6 separate regions of the Mus musculus genome follow, and all the other regions are linked to region 5. The links are chromatin contacts, called in public capture Hi-C and promoter capture Hi-C maps. All regions are on one chromosome and are shown on one strand. Each heading gives the region's core, a stretch centred on a gene start, on an enhancer-like site or on the middle of the called end of the contact. The rest is flanking DNA. Distances are from core to core; before and after follow the strand shown. Region 1 has its middle 19 kb from the start of Rcbtb2. Region 2 holds the start of Rcbtb2 (regulator of chromosome condensation (RCC1) and BTB (POZ) domain containing protein 2). Region 3 overlaps Gm4606 (NADH dehydrogenase [ubiquinone] 1 alpha subcomplex assembly factor 4). Region 4 holds the start of Sucla2 (succinate-Coenzyme A ligase, ADP-forming, beta subunit). Region 5 holds the start of Dok2 (docking protein 2). Region 6 holds the start of Rb1 (RB transcriptional corepressor 1).

The links. Promoter capture Hi-C pulls out the DNA fragments that hold promoters and counts their contacts. Capture Hi-C pulls out chosen DNA fragments and counts their contacts.
Region 1: a promoter capture Hi-C map of pre-B cells shows a contact between it and region 5, with 6 times the contacts expected there. The contact joins the enhancer-like site here to the promoter of Dok2 in region 5. A contact is called at or near these places in 3 of 39 promoter capture datasets (embryonic stem cells, hippocampal neurons and pre-B cells), 1 of 484 Hi-C or Micro-C datasets (CD4 T cells) and 3 of 115 datasets of contacts at active chromatin or transcription factors (embryonic limb bud, embryonic stem cells and pro-B cells).
Region 2: a contact with region 5 is called in a promoter capture Hi-C map of adipose tissue, with 4 times the contacts expected there. The contact joins the promoter of Rcbtb2 here to the promoter of Dok2 in region 5. A contact is called at or near these places in 1 of 39 promoter capture datasets (embryonic stem cells), 2 of 484 Hi-C or Micro-C datasets (CD4 T cells and embryonic stem cells), 3 of 115 datasets of contacts at active chromatin or transcription factors (astrocytes, epiblast stem cells and large pre-B cells) and 1 of 9 other capture datasets (adipose tissue).
Region 3: a promoter capture Hi-C map of embryonic stem cells shows a contact between it and region 5, with 5 times the contacts expected there. The contact joins the enhancer-like site here to the promoter of Dok2 in region 5. A contact is called at or near these places in 2 of 39 promoter capture datasets (both in embryonic stem cells), 3 of 115 datasets of contacts at active chromatin or transcription factors (astrocytes and embryonic stem cells) and 1 of 9 other capture datasets (embryonic stem cells).
Region 4: a capture Hi-C map of embryonic stem cells shows a contact between it and region 5, with 8 times the contacts expected there. The contact joins the promoter of Sucla2 here to the promoter of Dok2 in region 5. A contact is called at or near these places in 1 of 39 promoter capture datasets (pre-B cells), 2 of 484 Hi-C or Micro-C datasets (CD4 T cells and muscle stem cells), 3 of 115 datasets of contacts at active chromatin or transcription factors (astrocytes, embryonic stem cells and extraembryonic endoderm stem cells) and 3 of 9 other capture datasets (adipose tissue, embryonic stem cells and liver).
Region 6: a contact with region 5 is called in a promoter capture Hi-C map of hippocampal neurons, with 10 times the contacts expected there. The contact joins the promoter of Rb1 here to the promoter of Dok2 in region 5. A contact is called at or near these places in 3 of 39 promoter capture datasets (embryonic stem cells, hippocampal neurons and pre-B cells), 1 of 484 Hi-C or Micro-C datasets (muscle stem cells), 2 of 115 datasets of contacts at active chromatin or transcription factors (astrocytes and large pre-B cells) and 2 of 9 other capture datasets (adipose tissue and liver).

What each region holds. Positions count from the first base shown.
Region 1 is chr14:73,122,083-73,125,330 of GRCm38.p6, reverse strand. No RefSeq gene overlaps it. Among named protein-coding and RNA genes, the nearest start is that of Rcbtb2, 19 kb to the left of the region's middle. Within about 2 kb of position 1,385, at least 146 of the 459 cell types and tissues checked have an H3K27ac peak or open chromatin away from gene starts, as enhancers often do. A contact at or near this core is called in pre-B cells and pro-B cells, where this site is marked.
Region 2 is chr14:73,140,599-73,143,835 of GRCm38.p6, reverse strand. Rcbtb2 (regulator of chromosome condensation (RCC1) and BTB (POZ) domain containing protein 2) reads right to left here and starts at 1,326. Exons shown (of 15, transcript NM_001170694.1): 1 at 1,243-1,326.
Region 3 is chr14:72,844,939-72,847,968 of GRCm38.p6, reverse strand. The region is part of intron 1 of Gm4606 (NADH dehydrogenase [ubiquinone] 1 alpha subcomplex assembly factor 4); the gene reads left to right. Among named protein-coding and RNA genes, the nearest start is that of Gm41206, 5.4 kb to the left of the region's middle. Within about 2 kb of position 1,533, at least 26 of the 459 cell types and tissues checked have an H3K27ac peak or open chromatin away from gene starts, as enhancers often do. A contact at or near this core is called in embryonic stem cells, where this site is marked.
Region 4 is chr14:73,551,525-73,554,497 of GRCm38.p6, reverse strand. It overlaps Sucla2 (succinate-Coenzyme A ligase, ADP-forming, beta subunit), which reads right to left and starts at 1,712. Exons shown (of 11, transcript NM_011506.4): 1 at 1,601-1,712. The coding sequence starts at 1,690.
Region 5 is chr14:70,772,910-70,776,152 of GRCm38.p6, reverse strand. It overlaps Dok2 (docking protein 2), which reads right to left and starts at 1,772. Exons shown (of 5, transcript NM_010071.2): 1 at 1,644-1,772; 2 at 406-687; 3 at 82-169. The coding sequence starts at 1,715.
Region 6 is chr14:73,324,126-73,327,392 of GRCm38.p6, reverse strand. It overlaps Rb1 (RB transcriptional corepressor 1), which reads left to right and starts at 1,571. Exons shown (of 27, transcript NM_009029.3): 1 at 1,571-1,870. The coding sequence starts at 1,752.

The DNA of each region.
Region 1 (3,248 bases), core at 136-2,635, 2.3 Mb before region 5:
AAACTGTCTTAAGTTATTATTGATGGGACTTTTTATTTTTTCCTGAAGTTCTATTTTATAGTCTTACCTTGTTTTTGTCTTATTTTTTTGACTAGCACAATGACAAGATAAATTTGTTTGGGGGGATTACTTCTGAAAAAGAAAACTATATTAGTATGTCTGAGCTCCCAACTGGCACATACTCCTGGTTCTAGTCGCCAGAGTCAGCTGTATATATCAGTGTCATCTCCTTCAATTACAGGAACTGAGCTGGGAAGAAAACCCTTGCCTTCCATGTGGTCAGGTGGTAATTTTACAATAATGAAGTAGTTAAAACCTTTGTTCCTGGAGCTGGTCTGCTCTGCATCCTAGGACTCGGGGGAGATTTGCTTTCAAGTCTATCTGTTCATCTCCCCACTGCTGCAAAACTGCCCTCTACGCTGCCCTCATAATAAATGATGATTATGATTATTAATTCTAATAGCCCCAACAACATTAGGTGGTGCAATGCAGCGGTGATTAGCCTGAGACGTTTAATGAGCATGCTTCTCCTTAGCGTATCCTGAAGTGTCTCTTGGTTCAATGTTATCTTGTTGTTTCTACTTATTTGTCCCCTGAAATACCCAGCCTGTTACTGCCTCTGAAATCACACAGGAAGACTCTCTCCCTGGGTTCCCTTCCAGTGTCTGGAGCATTGTGGTGGCTCCGTAAAGTGCGGTTCCCCTTTGGATGCTGTTCTCTTCAAGTGGATGCAGGGCCTTCACAGTGTAAGACAGTCACCTCATCAGCCAGGATTCACTTGGTGAACTGTGTCGAATTTTAAGTGTAATGATGACTCGAAAGAGTAACCATGACTGTCCTGGTTTATTCCTTTCTTGAAGACTTTGAAATCCAACCTTAAATGGTGCTGTTGGTTTTTTGTTTTGTTTTGTTTTTGTAGATTCCATTGTTTATGGTAACATTTAACCTAAAAATATGTAAAAATCACTATAAATACACAGTCATGATTTTATTTTCAGGTTATTGTTACTGTGTGTCTCAGATCTCGAGCCAGATTAACATCCAAATCTATGGATTTACAGACTCTTTAAGCAGCAATTGGACCACAGCTACTCTGATGTTTTTGACATCACGAGACAGAGTTAAAGAACTTGCAGGAAATGTATCTAGACAGACACTGACCTCGGTGCCCAGCCAGCCAGTGTTCGTGGAAATGGCCTCAGACCTCTGGGACATAACTGTGCTGTTCTAAGCAAACCCTCTCTGATGGTGATAAGCTAGAAAGTTACCCACTGCAAGCAGAGTTTGGGTTAATCGGCATCTTCTTGCTGAGTGTTATCCATGCAGAAAAGGCAGTGCGTGCTGATGGGAGATCTAGCACGTTATCTGCAGGAAGCACTGAGCTCCGAGGAGGAAACCTCAGACTCCTCACCCTCGAGATGTGAGAAGAGGATGTAGGAACAGAAGTACTTATTCAGACGTGTGGCTTCCTGTTCAGGTGGCCTGAGAGATTGCAGGTGTGGTTTCCGTTCTATTAGTTAATAAATGAATAAATAAATAAATAAATAAATACGGATTGGTATATGAAATTTCTGAAATTCCTGTCTGTTCTAACGATCCCCAGGTTCCAGATCCACAGTTGAGCAAGACGTATTCATGCCTTTAGTCTCTGTTCATTTATCAATTCTATTCTTCGGTGTGTGTGTGTGTGTGTGTGTATGTGTGTGTGCGCGCGCGCGTACATGGAGGTGGCCAAAGGACCACCATTGGCTTTGTCCTCCTTTTTATTTGAGATAGGGTCTCTGAATGGCCTGGAACTCACTAAGTAGGCTGGGCTTCCTGGCCACTGAACTCCAGAGATCTGCCCTCCACCTCCAGCACTATGGACCACCAAGCCAATGTTTTCCCCTTCTTAAATATGGGTTCTGGGGATCTAAGTCAGCTTTCTCTTTTGTACTTTTGACTGACTGAGCTGTCTCTTCAGCTTTGTATCAGATTGCTTTGTATCTAAACTGGAATTGCTTTAATTGCTTAAAGGTAATTATCATATTTAAATACAAGCGTTTAAACTGGTAAGAAGTATAGCCAAAGGAACCTTAACATCGGGCCAAGTAAACTTTCTTTAATTAAAACAAAACAAAACAAGAAACCTTCTTGTATTTGTTTCATTAGTCATCCTTGCTTGCCTTGCTATGCTTTTAATAAGCTGCGTGACTCACCAAGAAGCCGAGCAATACACACTGTTTGCTTTTGGGTCTCTTGAAACAAAGGTGCTGGTGAGGAGCTCTGATACACAGTTGCAGGTCCTGGACAGAAACGGAAAACCAACTCAGGGCTGCAAAGGCAGAAAGACATTTAGCCCACAGTATTTTATTCAGAAATAAAGACTGATAAATGAATGTTTCCCCTTTACTTGGGTCACAGGCAGTAACAACTCATGAAAAAAAAAATCCTGCTATCACAGCAAACAGTGATAATGAGAGCATGGGAAATTGCATATTCCAATTTTAAAAGATCATCTTTCCTTGTCTTTGTTTTACTTCCTCTTTGGGTTCCTGACCTGCTCTATTATGACAAGGGTAAGAGGCCCTTTGAGATGCTTTATAAATACTGACTCTGCAGCTTGCATTTGCGGGTTACTTTACCCCAGCCCCTATTTAGGCGAAAGAAATTGAAAACAAATTGTGCAATGCAAGCTTTTCTTAGAAGTGTGCTCTGTAAGAGAAAAAGGAGAACCTTTTAAAGAAGGTCCCACAAGAGGAACTAACAAATGTATCACAGTGTAACAAGGCCGTCATTACTCAAATTATAATGACTTCACACTATTTTCTATTTTTCTCCACATAATTAATTGACACTTGCATTATGAAGGTATGTGTAATTGCTGAGTATGGAATGGTAAAGTGTGTTAGGTGTGGCAGGGTACCCTGCAATTCCAGCACGTGGGAGGCTGAGGCAAGAGGATTGTCACCTGAAGACCAGCCTAGTCTAATTAGTGAGATAACTAGAGAGACACAGGGAAAGGGGGAGGGGCAGTGATGGCAGCAATTTCAGACTATCATAACTAAGAAAGTAACCCAATTTCTACAATGATATTTATGTATATAAGTGCAGCTCATCCAGGAATATACATGTCCCAGGAGACTTGTTTGTGGCAACTTTGTAGAATCTACAGATGTGTTAGTTATATTTTTATCACTATAACAAAAAAAAAAAACGTAATTAACATAACAATAGGAAAGGTGGTCTGGAAAGATATCTCAGTGGTT
Region 2 (3,237 bases), core at 77-2,576, 2.4 Mb before region 5:
TTTACCTTGTAAAGAAAGGCAAAAAGGCGGCTGGAAGCCTAGCTTCAACTCAGGCGGAAGTTCCATCGCCGCCAAGAAGGGGCATCGGGAAAAGTTTTTCACCTCTAAACTCCTCCACTTCCGGCCTCAGCAACGCCCAAAGGACTGAAAACCCTTAGGACAGCCAGGCCTTCCCAGCCATCCCTCCACTTCGGGGACCAAAGGCCTAAAGCGTGTGCCGCCATGGGGTCGGCGAGGCGGCTGCGGGCGGGAAAGAGCGGAAAGTCCTGGAAACGTCACCGCTAGCTCGCGCCGCGTGCACGGGAGGGTTGGAGACACCAGGGGCAGGGGTTCCCCCAACTGGAAGCGGGAACCCCACAGCCGTGGCCTCGGGGCGACGCACAAAACGGACCCCGGGCTGGGCCTGCGCGCATGCGCACCGCTACGCGGTCCCAGGGCCCGGGAAGGGACGTGAACCCAGAGCTACCCCAGCGACCTGGTCCACGGGCTCGCGCGTGCGCGCCGGGCCCCGGCCCGGGTGGGTTGGCGCTGCGCCCTGCCCCCGCAGCGGCTGCGCACCGGGCCGGGCGCAGGGTGAGGCCTCCGCCTGGCCTTCGCCCCCGGGACTCGCCCGCCCACCCGCGCCTGCCGCCCACACGCAGGCTTACCTCCGCGCCGCGCGTCCTTTCCGCTCCCCGGCAGCGGGGACTGCTCGCCCGGGGCCAAGAACAGCAGACACTTGGCGCCTCCCCCTGAAGCGGCCCGGCCTGGCGGGCTGAGCTCGAGTTCAGCCGTGCGGGGAGGAGGGGGCCGCGGGAGCGAGAAGAGAAACCAGAGGAGGAGGAGAGAGTTCAAGGGAGCGAGGGAAGGGGAAGGGGACAAAGAGAAGGGAGGGGGCTGCGCGCTGCGCCCCGCCTCCCTCCTCGGCCGGGATCGGCGACCCTGGCCTCTCTGGGGACCCTGTGCTGGACCCCGCTTTCTAGCTTAGTGCCCCGATTTCGGGGAAGCTGTGTCTCTCTGGTTTTAGGTCTTACATTCAAAGGCGCTGGTTTTCCTGCTTGCTGCGAAATAAGAGGCTAATTGCATTCTGTGCGCGCTAGTCCAGTCTTAGCAACTCCATCCAGGAGGCCCACCTCATTGTCTCTTGTTTGAGGGCCCAGAGAGCTGTCCGACTTTAAAATGAAGGAAATCCTGTCACCTGGGACGATCTGGAATGAACCTGGAGGATGTTAAGCAAAGTAGACATACAGCACAAATACTTACGGATCTCATTAAGGAGCACTGAAAAAGTCAAGTCGCACCAACAGAAAGTAGAGAGGTGGTTACTGGGACTAGGGAGAAGGGAGCCTGTGGGGCTAGTGATCAAATTTCAGTTAGGAGGAGCAAGCTCAGAAAGAAGGCTGCTATGCTACATAGTGGCTACAGTTATGAGCAGTGTGCACTAGAAAGTCCTAAGAGAAGAGATAATGTTATGGCTTTGAAACAGGGGCTCTGTATTAGCCCAAGTTAGCCTCAAACATCGTAGCCTCCATCCCTCCTCCTCTTGCTTGATCTTTGCCCTCACATTATATACATACATTAAAACATTGTGCTATATATAATAAATATATACACATATATATGTATGTGTTTATATATATATATATATACACACACATCAGTTTAGGGGAAGACAATGGAGATTTGGGTAATTTGCCTTGGGCCATATGATTAGAGATGACTCAAATCCATCTCTTCATTCCACAGGGCTTCTTTTACCTCTTGACCATGTGGTTTCTTTCCAAATGACTTTAAAAAGTGGGTCAGATAATGAAGGCCTTAGCAGTGTAACTGCAAGCTGGGTCACAGGATCCACAAAGGGCTTTTTGGAAGAGGCGGGCTTGATCCCCTCTTTGTCTTGAGCAAGTTCACGGTTCCTGAGGCTGAAAGTTCAGCTTAGGCTAAACAACAGTCTGTGAACTTATTATAACAATGGGCTGGGCTTAAAGAGAAAAGAAAATGAAGTTAGGACTAGATGTGGAAGGCCAGAAAAAAGTGTGAGGTTGGTGTGTCACGTAATAATTTATGGGCCCAAAATCTTTGCCTTTAAAATAGAGCATTTTACTGTTTAATATCTCACAAAGCATGTTGATAAAACCTGACAAAGATGACATATTGTTTTAATCCTAAATAAAATGTCATCAAATAGGATCCAACAACAAATACCATGATCAATGCAGGGATTGTTTCAGTGGTATAAATATGTTACAATGTAAGAAAGTTAGTCTTATAAGTAAGTCAAAGAAGTAGGCATGTTTTGGTTAGCCATTTAAAGTGATAGAGAATTCAACAGTCCTTTTGTTCAAAGTAAGTGGCTATATTCACTCAATAATAAACCTCTTAAGAGTATATCTAAGCCCGGGGTGGTGGCACACGCACGCCTTTAATCTCAGCACTCGGGAGGCAGAGGCAGGTGGATTTCTGAGTTCGAGGCCAGCCTGGTCTACAAAGTGAGCTCCAGGACAGCCAGGGCTACACAGAGAAACCCTGTCTCAAAAATCCAAAACGAAGAAACAAACAAAACGAACAAACAAGAGTATATCTAAGAAGTACAGGGATACAGTTGCTGCATCCCCATGGTACCCTGGATGGCATATGATGACGATGGACCAAGAGACCTGAAATTGAAGCAGTTGCTTTAGGTGACGCAATTATACACACAAAAAGTATTTTGAGACCAAATGGCTAAAACTGACATTGAACTCTTCGTACCAACCAATCCCTCAGATACGGTTGTAGGCATGCACCATCATAGATAACCCCGTTTCATTTTTTGATGAGTTCAATTCAGAGGCGTTTATGGATGTCTGTCCTAGAAGGCAGAGTTGTCACGGAGCTAGGGTAGCATACTGTCTGCTCATAGGGTACCTGTCTAGTGATAGGCTTGGGGAGTGACCCTTTTCACTGCTCTATGTAAAGCTGGAGGAAAGAGAAAACATTTGAACCCCTCCCCCAAAAGGGCAGGCGACGCTTTAGTTTCTTCAGCTCTTTCTTCCTTGTGCCTGAAACAGCAGGGTTCTGAACAAAATGCTCTTTGACTAATGATTGTACAAATTTCTGGCCAGTGGTGTGCTCCAAAGTAGCCTTTCCCAGTATTTTAAGAACAAGGACGGAGATTGTGGGTGGGGTGCTAGGACGAGCAGAGCAGATTTCAACAGGCAGGTTGGGCTCTGAGTATTGTAGATGTTTATAGTACAATGTTGTGGTCTAATTTGCACC
Region 3 (3,030 bases), core at 284-2,783, 2.1 Mb before region 5:
TTTAAAACTGCTATGCTCATAGAAGATATGGGGTCAGATGATCAGGCTGGGTAGCAGCAGACAAAGACTAGAGCCTCCTTTGGAGTGTCCTGACAATCTTGGTAATGGTTGACAGAGAAGTAAACACAAGCTGCCCTCTAGTCTTTTAATTCCCAAGTGGTAATTACTGTGAGACAGCTCTTAGCCACCTTCAGAAAAATCTGCCTGTACAGTCACAAGATACGGTATGCAAACCAAACCAAACCATCAAACAACAAAAGCAAGCGAATCTTGGAATGTTCTCCGTTAAATGCCAGCCGCAGATTGAACCATCTGTAGCTCTCGTGCTTCAAACTCCTCCTCCATTCCTATCCCAGGGTGTTTTGTTTACGGCCCACCCTCCCTTTACCTTTTGTCCTGCAAACCCAGAAGTCATCTTCTGCTCCTTACAGATTGGCAATGGCCACACCAAAGGTCAGGGTCCATTGTTGAGAGAGGAAGTACGACAAGCATACTAGCCTCAGCTAACATCTATTGAGCCCCTTTTCTGGGACTTGTTAGATACTGATAAAACTTCCCAACAATTCTCTGAGATAGGATTATTCCATTTGAAGATAAAGATGCAAAATCTCGAAGAGGTAAGCAGCTCACCGCGGGGCAGGGGGAGTGGATGGGGTGGGGTGAGTGGGGTGGGTCATATCAAATCGCAATTCAAAGCCAATCTGATTATCAGTTCCCTAACCGTAAAATGTTCAAGGAGCGGTGTGTTTACTGTTTCCGGTACCGCCGTCCTTTTTCTTTTCTTCATATTATTCACTCTTGTTGGCCCGTGCTGCTAATGTTATAGTTAATTTACGCAAACACAGAAGGTAATATGCCAAAGCTACTTTCATCAAGGCTTTCATCAGCCAATGGCTATCTAGGGATTAGACAAAGGTACCCGCCCCTTGTTTTGGGTGCTCAGATCTAGGCCAGGTATTTTCAGGGTTTCGGACGCTTATTTAAAGAACTGAAAAGAAGGGCTCACAGAGACGTGCAAGCAGTAGCATCGGTTAGAAAAGAAGGCATTTTGAACATTGATATCAGACCACGTGTTGTGGGTTCTCAAGGTACTCGCATTGCATTGTGGGATCTAAAGGAAGGAGAGACTGGTTACTAAGCGGAGCAGTTTGGGTGGTTCTCAATTTTGACTGATAGGTTATGTCACATAGCTACTCCTTTTTCCTACTGTGCGTGTCTTTTCCTATAGTGCATCTCATTTTTAAAATCGTGTGAACACCCGAATAAGCACAGGCCTAGGATGGTAAATAATCTTGGGGATTCATTTTGAGGACAGTTTTCCTTACTGCACAAGTATCCCACGCCAATTCCAGCCAGACTGGCCTTTCCGGCCTATCTTATACTAAGATACACGGGTAATGTACTCTAATAGACACTATCTACATTGGATTGTAGTTAGGAAAGAAGAAACCTCCCCTCTCCCCGGAGGGGTGTACATGTAGCTCAATGTGCATGGGCGTGGGAGGTAAGGAGTCGGGGGTGGAGAGGCTGGGATTTCTAGTTGCATTTGTTCGGAGAGAGCTGTGTGTGCCTAGTATATGCAGGTAAAGAAGCTAGGCAATCCGGTGCATCATTAAAAGAGGGACACATACAAGCCCAATTCTGGCAGAGTCCCAGGTTGCTAAGGTGGTTCCTGGGCTAGCCTCCCTGCTTTGAGCCAATTCCCTGTGGCTTTCTTTGATGAATACCCTCAGGCAGGACTCAACCTCTGCTCTGCACAAAGAGGCTCTGGGCTTGCCAAAGTGGCTTGAATGGTGTTTACTTGCAAATACAGTCATTTTACATGACAGTCATATCGTGACATCGTAGGGTTGCACACCCGCTGTCTGTTTTCAACCAACAAAAACAGCCTCATCTAACACATTCATATGCATGTTTATGAAATCTTTTGCTCTGAGACTCAAGTCCCAAGAGATTTTTTTTGAATAAATACTAGAGAGCTGGGTGCTGTGGAATAAATTCATTAAACTTAATAACCCTTAATTGGTAGACATGTAGGAGAAAGCTCTGTGTGCCTGATACAAGCATGTTCCTGAGAGAGAGAGAGAGAGAGAGAGAGAGAGAGAGAGAGAGAGAGAGAGCAGGATATTGCTATTAGGGAAATACATCTAATCAATACAGCTTGCCTGGATACAACTCAGGCTGGTGGGTAAAGGCAAGCACTGGTCTCTGCTGGGTCTGCTTTGAAAGCAGTGGCCTCATTCTGACCCTGATGTTAATCTTTTTCTCATTTAACCAAGAGTTATGCTGCTTGTCACTTGCCACATATAGCCACTAATGTAGAAAACTGAAGAATTTGCTTTGTTATGAGGAAAACCCTTATCACTAAGCAAGTTTCTAGGATTTATATCAGAAAATAAAATCTCCTCTGAACACATAATAGAAGCTAGTCATTTGGCATGCCAATATCCCTATATTAAATTATATTAGAGTCTTTATTTTTCAAGGAGTATTAGGTCAAGCTGTCTTATCAAAATCTAATTGAGTGAAAAGTTCTTTCTATCTGCCAGGAACCGAGAGTATGTTTCCCATTGGCATAAAACCGGTGCCTCTGAGGTGAACCTTCAGAGCTCACGTAATAGTGGCCTCCATTTTGGATGGCACACACTCAGACTGCATAAATCTCAGGCTAGAAAACACCCCGGTGAACTATCACGGTTTTGCTAGCCTTCACTAACTGGATAATAGAGCTATAATTTAGTCTGAAGTGTGTATGGGGAGGATCCATGCTGGGAATGTGAGCCTCAGAGGGTGCAGCCATCATGCCACTAATAGGAAGCCACACTCCTGTCAGCAAAATCCTCTCAAGTGGAGAGCTTCCTTCAGGATACACTGTGCTGAGAGTTAAAAAGAAAAAAAAAGTTTGTAAGAAAAGGAAGCAAATGTCAAACAGATAGCAGATTTATTTTCAGAGTTATGTAATACACACACACACACACACACACACACACACACACACACACACAAAGGCCTGCCACAGTGCAGAGTTGT
Region 4 (2,973 bases), core at 463-2,962, 2.8 Mb before region 5:
ACTACCCTGCTCAGAGGAATAATTTCTTTCAGTGAACTGAATTACTAAATTTAGTGTATGACCTTGAACAAGTTTCCTCCTAAGATATTGTGTCCTCATCTACAAGAGCAACTCCAAAGCCACATCTTTTTTAAAGATTTATGTATATGAGTACACTGATGCTCTCTTCAGATACACCAGAAAAGGGCATCAGATCCCATTACAGATGGTTGTGAGCAACCATGTGGTTGCTGGGAATTGAACACAGGACCTCTGGAAGAGTACTCAGTGCTCTTAACTGTTGAGCCATCTCTCCAGCCCCCGCCCCCCAAGATACATTCTTAATGCTATGGTAAAAGAGAAAGAGCTGAAATAAAGACAATTTATCAAGCATCCCATAGATGCAAAGGCATCTCTCTTAAAGGAATTTTCAAATAGATTAAAAACTATTAGAATAAAATCCTATTTGTTCACTAAATCCTTATCCTCTTAAAACTTGGCAGCATTATTTAAGGAAGGGAGGGGGCTAAATCTATCCACCTATGATGTGTCTAGTTACTTCAAAACATAACCAAAACTCTATCTTAGAAAGCTAATCCCGCTCTTGAAGTTTTAAGGTACTAACACTGAGGGCCAATTTGTTTGGGGCTTGTTGTTGTTTAATTGGTTTGTCTTTGTTATTTAGTGACAAGCCTTGGCTGGCCTTGAACTATGTATGTAAAAGATGACCTTGAATATCTCATTCTCTTGCCTCCACCTTAAGTGCTAAGGTTACAAGGATGCTGGGGATAGAACCCAGGACTTCCTACATGCCAGGCAGGCCCTCTACCAAATAAACTGCATTCCCAGTACCCACTTTTTGTGTTTGAATGCTGTAGAACAGACACAACAAGCACACAGCTTCAGAAATGGACCCTTGTGGAACTAAACCTCAGTTCTGTCTCAGACTGCTATGTCTCCTAGGCCAAAGTACTTCTCTGAGCCATCATCAGATCGTCATCAATGGTTACTGGCCTTAATGACAACCCCTGTGCTGTTGACAAGCCTAATGACCTTAGGACAACATCTGACACTCCCTAAATGTCGAGAAACAAAGCAGCAAAATAGGTACTAGAGTCTGTCCAGAAGTGAAATCCTCTAAAAGATTTACTCTCCCATCTAATCCTTACTCTCCCATCTAATCAGCTGGGAAACTGAAGAACTCGTTATCAGTACTCACTACCAGGACTGACTGATAGATCAGCTCTGCTGGTGTTCCTAAGTCCTTCCCACCTACGACAGTTTGCTGGACCTCAAAGTACACTTGAAGGGCATCCCCTTACCCAAAGGGGGTCCGGAAGCGTTGGCCCCGGGCAAGGACAGCCCCCGTCCCCTCTGGGATCGCTCCGGCAGGCTCCCGCAGGTGAGGCCGACTGCCAGGCCGCCCTGCCGGGCCTCCAGCGGCCGGGGGACGGAGCCGAGCCCAGCTGCCCCGAGCGCCAGCTCGCAGCCCTGGCCCGCAGCCTCTGTGCAGAGCAGGGCATCCCGGCCGTGCCAGCGCCGCTGAGAGCCCCGGAGCTGGGCCGCGCCCCTGAGCCTTGCCCGCCGACCCCCGCGGCCAAAGCGAACAGGGCGAGCTTACCTGGGCGGCGGCTCGCAGCGTAGTCTGCGGCCGGTGGCTCCTCAGGGCGGCCGCGGCCAACTGCCGGCCGTAGAACATGGACGCCGCCATTTCTGAGTCCGACCCGTCCCCTGGGCACCGCGCAGGCGCAGAGACGCAGTTGCTCTCGGGGCGCTCCCGGCCCGAGACAAGGACAATCCTCGGGGGCGGGGCCTCGCGTTAACCCCGTCGCTGCCGGAGGAGCCGGGTTTGGCAGGCACAAAGCAAACTTTGGCCTTCAGAACTTTGACCTCAGTGACATGTGGACAAGGGGCCATCAGAACGCTTCCTAGAGAACTGTGACGCTGCTACTTCAGTCTTCTTACCTTCTCTGAGCCCTAGTGGCCTCACAAGTGAAATGGGGTTACTTAGGGAAAGCGAATGTATGCGTTGAGCCTTTAGGATACAATAGATACTAAAATAAAACATAACACAAAATAATAAAGACAGTGCCACTGATACTCAAAAGACTGTTACTCACTAGTTACTGAAGCCGCCCATACTGAAAACACTCCTAACAAAGTGTTTGAGAGAGCTAGAGAGATGGCTTAGTAGTTTGGAGCTGGTACGGCTGTGGCACTCAGCTGAATTCCCAGCCTCATGTCAGACAGCTCACCACTGCGTATGGGCTCTGAAACTCTCTTCTGGCCTCCCTGGGCACCAGCACACACGTGCACATACATATATCCAACAATGCATACATATTAAAAGAAAAGAAAAGAAAATACTATCACATTTGAACTGAAAAAGATGGGGTAACCCAGGACCCAGAAAGACCTATTACATGTTCTCTCAAATTTAAATATGCTATCTTTAAATTTTTATATGTATGTATTTATGTGTGAGCAAGGATTAGAGGCCAGAAACTATAGAGGGCCCCATGAGAAGACACAATAATATGTTTGTGTGAAGGCACAGTAACTAATAAGACTCATGTAAGAAGGAACAGGGCGGTGAGGGAAAGAAGGAAGGGATCAACCAAAACTACTATAAAAATGGTGTAAGAAAGCCTATGAGTTGTAAGAAAGCCTATGAGTTGTATGCTAACTTTAAAATATACCCACCCCAAGGCATGCCTGATAGTTTATGCCTGCAATCCCATCCCAATGGAAGCTACAATGAGAAGTTAAAGAACTCCAGACTACTCTACAACTCACAGGGGGGGGGGAGATACCCCACTAGCCGTGAAACCCATCAGCAGCATCCTTTCATGGAGGGGGTAATGGTCTCATGAGGCCTCCCCCCTCCTTGAGGATTGGTTGAAAGTTAATGGTTGGCATTGGAGTGCATTCATTCAGTGGCGTAGCCTGTGTTCCTGTAAGCAAGCCAAATGAAACGTGTTCAGCCATCAAAGA
Region 5 (3,243 bases), core at 523-3,022:
GTAACCACAAGGCAGGAAGACCACAAGCCAGCCCATGCCTCCTCCCTCCCGCACCATAGGCCCCTCAGCCCCAACTCTCACCTGTGGTGGAGCTGCTATACAACTCGTTCTCCTCCATGCAGGGACTGCCGCTCTTTTCCTCCAGTCCTGGTGACCCTTTCCTCTGTCCCTGAGGAGGCAGGTCCCGGGTCTTAGCACCAGAACCCACCCCAAGGCTCTCTGACATTCGCTTTCAGTGCACACCCAGCCAGCTGGTTCTGGGTGCACTTCAAACTGGGCTCCCTTAAGGAAGAACTCCCCTAAAAAAGAGTTTTGGTTCTTCTACCACCTGTCCACAGGAAGTATCTAAGTAACATCGCCCTCCCCTGGTGGCCGCCCTCCCCTGGGCCACTTTGTACCCCTCACCGGGAAAGCCAACAGGCAGATGGCCTGTATCCAGTCACTGCGCTCTGCCGAGGGGGCTGCCAGTAGGTACAGGCGCTCCTTGGTCTCCAGGATGAAGGCACTGGTGTCCCGGGGGCTGCTGGCCTCACTGCCTACCTCTGCTACCCGTAAGCAGTCACTGAGGCGGACAACCTTCCGAGTGGCCTCTCCTCGCCGTGTCTTCTCGGGGACATCCTGGAGCTCTAGTCTGGCTAGGGCACAGCCAGACTCTCCATATAACACGGCTGCGAACCGGCGCCACTTCTGAGCCCAGGTATGCCACGTAGAGGCCAAGTGGGAACCATCGGAGATGGAGAGATGGTCATGAAAGGGGAGAAGAGGAACTGTGGGAGAGGTAGAGGGGCTGGGGCAGCCACACAGGATGGGGAGAATGGCAAACATCACAGCCAGTCAGAGAGGCCCGAGAAGACAACAGAGACCATGGAATGACAGAGCTGACCAAGATCCGCAGGCTAGCCAAAGGCCACAGTAAATGTCCAATGGATGCAGAGTCCAGGAAGATGACAGGCCCATCAGCCAGGTAGTGGGAACAAAAGTCACTGAGCCCAGAGATGAACAGTGAGGGGAGAGTAGCCTAGACCAGGGACAAGTCTTCATTTCATAGGAAGGTTCTGGCTCCAAAATTTCCCACCTCCTCTCCTTTTTTGTCTCACTGATTAAGGAGTTGGACCATGAGAGACAAACAAAGAAACAGAGACCTAGACAGGGTGAGGTGGGTGTTGGGGTAAGCACAGCTGGGTAACAGCAGGAGGCAGAAGAGCTTCCCCTTCAAAGAGGCTAGGGAAGGAAGAGGTTGGAACACCCTGGGGCCACAGCTCAGTAGCAGTCAAAGGTGAGAGGGACCTCTGCTGTCATCCCAAACTGACTGGCCCCCAACTCTTCCTTCCGTACCCGCCCAAGGTACCCCCAAATTCAATACTGAGCAAGGGAACAAAAAGAGAGAGAGATAATGTCAGAATCTGCTTCCTCCCCCACAAGCAAGGACAAACAGCCCTCAGCAAAGAGCGATCCAGAGCCTGGTTTAGAAGGCAAGGCACGTTGAGAAGGCAGACATCTTCCCCAAGTAGTGTTCTTGTCTAAACTGGTGGAGCACATGGTCTCATAAGGGTCAGGGATATTAAGACACCCTTCTACCCGGGATAGTAACAGGGCCCTCCCCCAAGCTGCTCCGCCCAGCGAGAGCCCAGCCTTACTCTTACCTTGCCAAAGGTCTGCTGCTGCTGAAGATGCAGGAAGCCCTGCTTCACAGCTGGCTCCTCCATCCTGACCATCGCAGCTTCAGCTCCCCACTGCCATTGCCTCTGCCCTCTCTCTTCTCTCTTCTGGGCCTGTTCCCCCTTCTCTCTAGTTCATTTCCTCTCTGACTAGAGTTTTTCTACACTATTCTAGTCTGCTTGATGACGACAGGCTGATAGGCCCTGTGGTTTCTTGCTCTGTGTGCGCCTTTTTTTTTTTTTAAGTGCACTTCACGAGCAAGCTTCCTTCCTGCATTTCCAGTGAGTAACATGCAATTTCCAAAAAAAGCCAAATTTCACACTTCTGCAGAAGCTGGTGTGAAGGACTGAGCCATAAGAACAAAGAGACCCCAAAATCAAGTTGTTCAAGAAAGTCCGGGGTGAGGGCTCTACATTCAGGCAGGATGCTGAGTGTGTCAGGGCTGGAAAAGCCCTTTGGAATCAATCACCATAACCTACTCATTGAAAAGAGAAAACTGGGGCTGGAGAGGTGGCTCAGCGGTTAAGAGCACTGACTGCTCCTCCAGAGGTCCTGAGTTCAAATCCCAGCAACCACATGGTGGCTCTGTAATGGGGTCTGATGACCTCTTCTGATGTTCCTGAACGGAGCAATGTACACGTACTCATATGCATAAAATAAGTAAATAAATCTTGAAAGAAAGAAAAAAGAAAGAAAGAGAGAAAGAAAGAGAGAAAAAAAGAAAAGAAAAGAAAAGTAAAGAAAAGAAAAGAAAAAAAAAGAAAAGGAGATAGAGATGGTCTGAAGGGCCTATAAGGCTAACACCCAGAACCCAAGTCTCCCAGCTCAAGCAAAGATGAGCCATATACTGGGTAAATTACAGATAGATAAAACATGTGTGTGTGTGTGTGTGTGTGTGCACGCACACACACACAACACGCACCAGTCCCATTGTATGAAAGTATTTCCTGCCTGCCAAAAACACATACAATACACAAGTCTGTGGTGAATCTAGCAATAAGAACAACATACAATACACAAGTCTGTGGTGAATCTAGAAATAAGAACATTCTCTCTAGAAAAAGATTTCCTCCCCAAGTCTAACTCAGCTGTTGGCTTCCTTCCTCACTTGGGTTCAAGTGGGACTTACCTTAAACTGTGGGAACTTCAGAACTTCCAATTCTTCTATGCGTGCCAAGCCTGGTGTAGCACTGGTGGAGACAGAGCGACATGTAGCCCCTGGTGTGAGCCTCCACAAGTGTCAATGGCTGCTGTGAGAGGGAGACTTGTTTGTGTAGTGCATATTTTCACTCTGAGGAATGTCCTCTGTTTCAATGTTAATGACTCCATGCTAATCAGAGACAGCGTGAGTCCAGGAAGCGAAAGTGAGGCCTGGAGGCAAAGGTGAGGTGGCTATGTCTCCAGAAAAATGGTAAATGCTGAGACTTTCAGGACAGCCCTTGAGGCTATGGGAAAGAACTCTAAATACATGAGTTCAGTATATATATATATATAGTTTCTCAACTATGCAAAATATAGGGATGCGATATGAATTACAAGGAATGAATTCATGAATCTAAAGGAATAAAGGCAGCCACACTATGA
Region 6 (3,267 bases), core at 322-2,821, 2.6 Mb before region 5:
GCTCTGAGCATTATGGGCCTGAGCTACCAGGTCAGGCTCAACTTTGATCTGTGTGTTGAAAGGGGCTTATGGGGGAAACATGTTACAATGACTTCTGACACAAATAGCTGACCATCAGCTGATTTGAGGTCAGTACCAGCAGAGATGACCGGTCACCAGCTCTGTTACGCGTCTGAGGACCCAAGTTCCTTTGCCATTCTGTCTCAAACTTAAGAGTAGCTTGCCACAAATACCAAGGTGGCATCAATTGGCCAAGTGTCACATTCTCTGATAATTATGAGGCAGGACTGTATCATTTCTGTATATTATTTGATCAGGCTCCCACAGTCTATCTTTTATCTTCACCAAACCTAGACTGTATGTAGCCTGAGCTCTTGCCTAAATCTGGGACAAAGTGAACTCAAGTGCTATTTTAATTCCATTCATTCTCCGTGGCTGCATCAGGGCCTGGGGCTCTACCTCCTGACAAACATTTGGTCTCTAGAAGGCTTCTGAAGTTAGGCAAGTCTGAAAATTGAAGGAGGCCCATGTATCCTTCACTCATCTGACATCAAGGCAGAAAATAAGCCCAGGCTTGCAACCTACCCAATTAAGTTCTCGATTCCTCAGTCCTTGCTCAGCTGTTCCAAGATAGTTTACACCAGAACAACAACTGTATTTTATTCACAGCACTTCAATTAGTGAGTTGTATGAATAAGGACTGACAAAGGGAGAAAATTATGTTGACTGACAGGTAAAACGTAACTAGAAAAGCTACCATTGCTGAGCCAGCTTTTGGTGGCGGTAGGTAGTTCTAGTATAAAGTATGCTCTTTTCCGGTGTCTGTGCGTCGGCGACATGGTCAGACAAATATTACTTGGGTTCGAGTCCTCTGCCAGGGACCTGCTATGTGACGCGGGCAAATTGGCTCCCCGAACTCCCCACTTCCAACCCGCAAAAGTGGAATGCCGACCTTCCCAGTTTGACCGGCTGTCTCGGAGAAACCATTATGAAAGGAGGCCGGATCGTGCGCATGAACACGGCCAACTGGTTTTCTGCTTTCGTCTCAAACGCGTTTGTAAGCGATTTTTCAAAGTCGGGTCCGCCTGGCAAACTGGTTTTCAAAAGCTACTTTCCCGCTAAGATCTGTCCCGCTCGGACCGCGCCTCCTGTTTCCCCATCAAAAGACTATAGTCTGTGCGTGCATCGCCCATCTTCCCTTGTCTCCAGAAGGCCACCAATGGCCCCACCCTGGACCGCCCACCCGGGCCGAGCCCACCTCCCACTGGCCCGGCACGTTTGTTTTTGTTTTGCCGGCCGCGCGGGCCGGGCGAGGGGCGCGCCCTGTCCAGCGTTCTCCCAGAGGCCGCGGCTCCTCGCAGCGGGCCGGCCCCGCCTCGGCTGGCGCCGCCCACGGGGACGACGCGGGCGGAGACAGGCCCGGGCAGGCGCGGCTTCCCCGCGGCTTCCCGCCCGCGCCCTCGCCCTCGCCCTCGCCCTTGCCCGCCGCCGCCGCCACCGCCGCCCCGGTTCCCCACTGACGCCCGCGGCCCGCGAGCCTCGCGGACGTGACGCCGCGGGCGGAAGTGACGTTTTCCCGCGGTTGGCCCGGGCGCTCGGTTGCCGGGCGCGTCCGGTTTTCCTCGGGGGACGTTCCCATTATTTTTGTAACGGGAGTCGGGTGAGGACGGGGCGTGCCCGGCGTGCGCGCGCGCCCGCCCGCCTCCCCGCGCGCCTCCCTCGGCTGCTCGCGCCGGCCCGCGCTGCGCGTCATGCCGCCCAAAGCCCCGCGCAGAGCCGCGGCCGCCGAGCCCCCGCCACCGCCGCCGCCGCCGCCTCGGGAGGACGACCCCGCGCAGGACAGCGGCCCCGAAGAGCTGCCCCTGGCCAGGTGAGGAGCGCGGCCGCCGCGGGCCGGAGAGAAGGGAAGGGAAGGGAGCGGGGACGCCGGGTGCATCCCGGCGGGGACGCCGGGCGGGCGCATCTCGGCGGGGCCGGGCTGGCGGTAGGAGCGGCGCCCCGGGTCTCCGGGGTCCCCTTGGTCCCCCATCTCTGCGGGGGTGGCGGCGGCGCGCTGACACGGTCCCGGGCTCGCGGGCGACGGGGAGGGCATCCCGAAGGGGTCTGGGCTGCGGCTTGACAGGTGTCGGGCGGGTGGGGCTCCTGCTCCCGAGCGAAGTGACAGGTGCAGGCTCTACTCCAGCGACGCCCAGGCGCGGAGCCGGCGGGTCCCGGAGAGCCCCGGTCAGATGCAAAAACAATTGAAATAAATATTTAAAAAAAGAAAAAAAAAACTCGACCGGTGTTTGTTTTCTTTCTTCCTCCCTTTTTTCTCCGTGGAGATCCGAAGCACCCCCGGGGTGGGTTGACTTTCTCTTTTGCAGTCGTCCTGCGATGCAACAGTTGGGAGCCTTGCCCTCTCTGAGCTTGCGCTGCATCGGCAGCTTGGTCCTGGGAGAGGCCAAGAAAAGCCTTGTAGGCAAAGCGCAGGGTCGTGGGTGTCAATTGCTCACGGGGTCCTCAGCTCCCGGGCTTTGTGGGGGTTTCTTTAGAACAATGCTTTGAGGCCCGGGGGGATTTAAAGCCATCTGTGGAGACTGATGGAGCAGAACTCTTAGAAGAACTGGTATGTGGGCAAAAGTTTCAGGAGACATTTAAATGCAAGGGCTTGGAAGTTTCTAAACTTTGTTCCCCTTTTTTTTCAGGGTAGAACTCTTCTTGCGTGCTGATTGGCCCGCAGCATGCTTCATTATTTCTTGCCTTTTGCCTTTGAGCATTCACGGATTCTGGTGCCTCCCCCTCCCTTTTTTCTTTTTTGGTCTTGTGTTTGGTACTGTGTTCTCTCAAAGAACTTTTCTCTCCATTTATTAAGTGGAATCTAAACTTAAGTTCATGTGGATCCAATAAGAACAACAGAGAGATATTTATTGTATTTCAACATTTTTTTTCTTGACTGTGCTACTGTGTGATTAAGTAACAGAAATTGAAACAATATGATTGTTGTTATTGTCAGCACTAGTTTTGAGAGTATAGATCCATTGTAGATGGGAGTTGTTTTTGTCTCTCACGGTCCTTCAATTTCTAGCCCATCATTAAGTTCTCGAGTTTTTGTTGTTGTTGTTGTTTTTGTTTTTTTGGGAGGGGGTGTTTTTGTTGTTTTTAATTACTCTGACTCTGTAACCCAGGCTTGCCTTAAGCTCTCTGTTTTACTGCCTCTGCCTCCCAAGTTCTGGGATTGTAGCCCTGATGGGCTATCAAGCTCCTTTCTTCTCATTGAGCATCAATCAA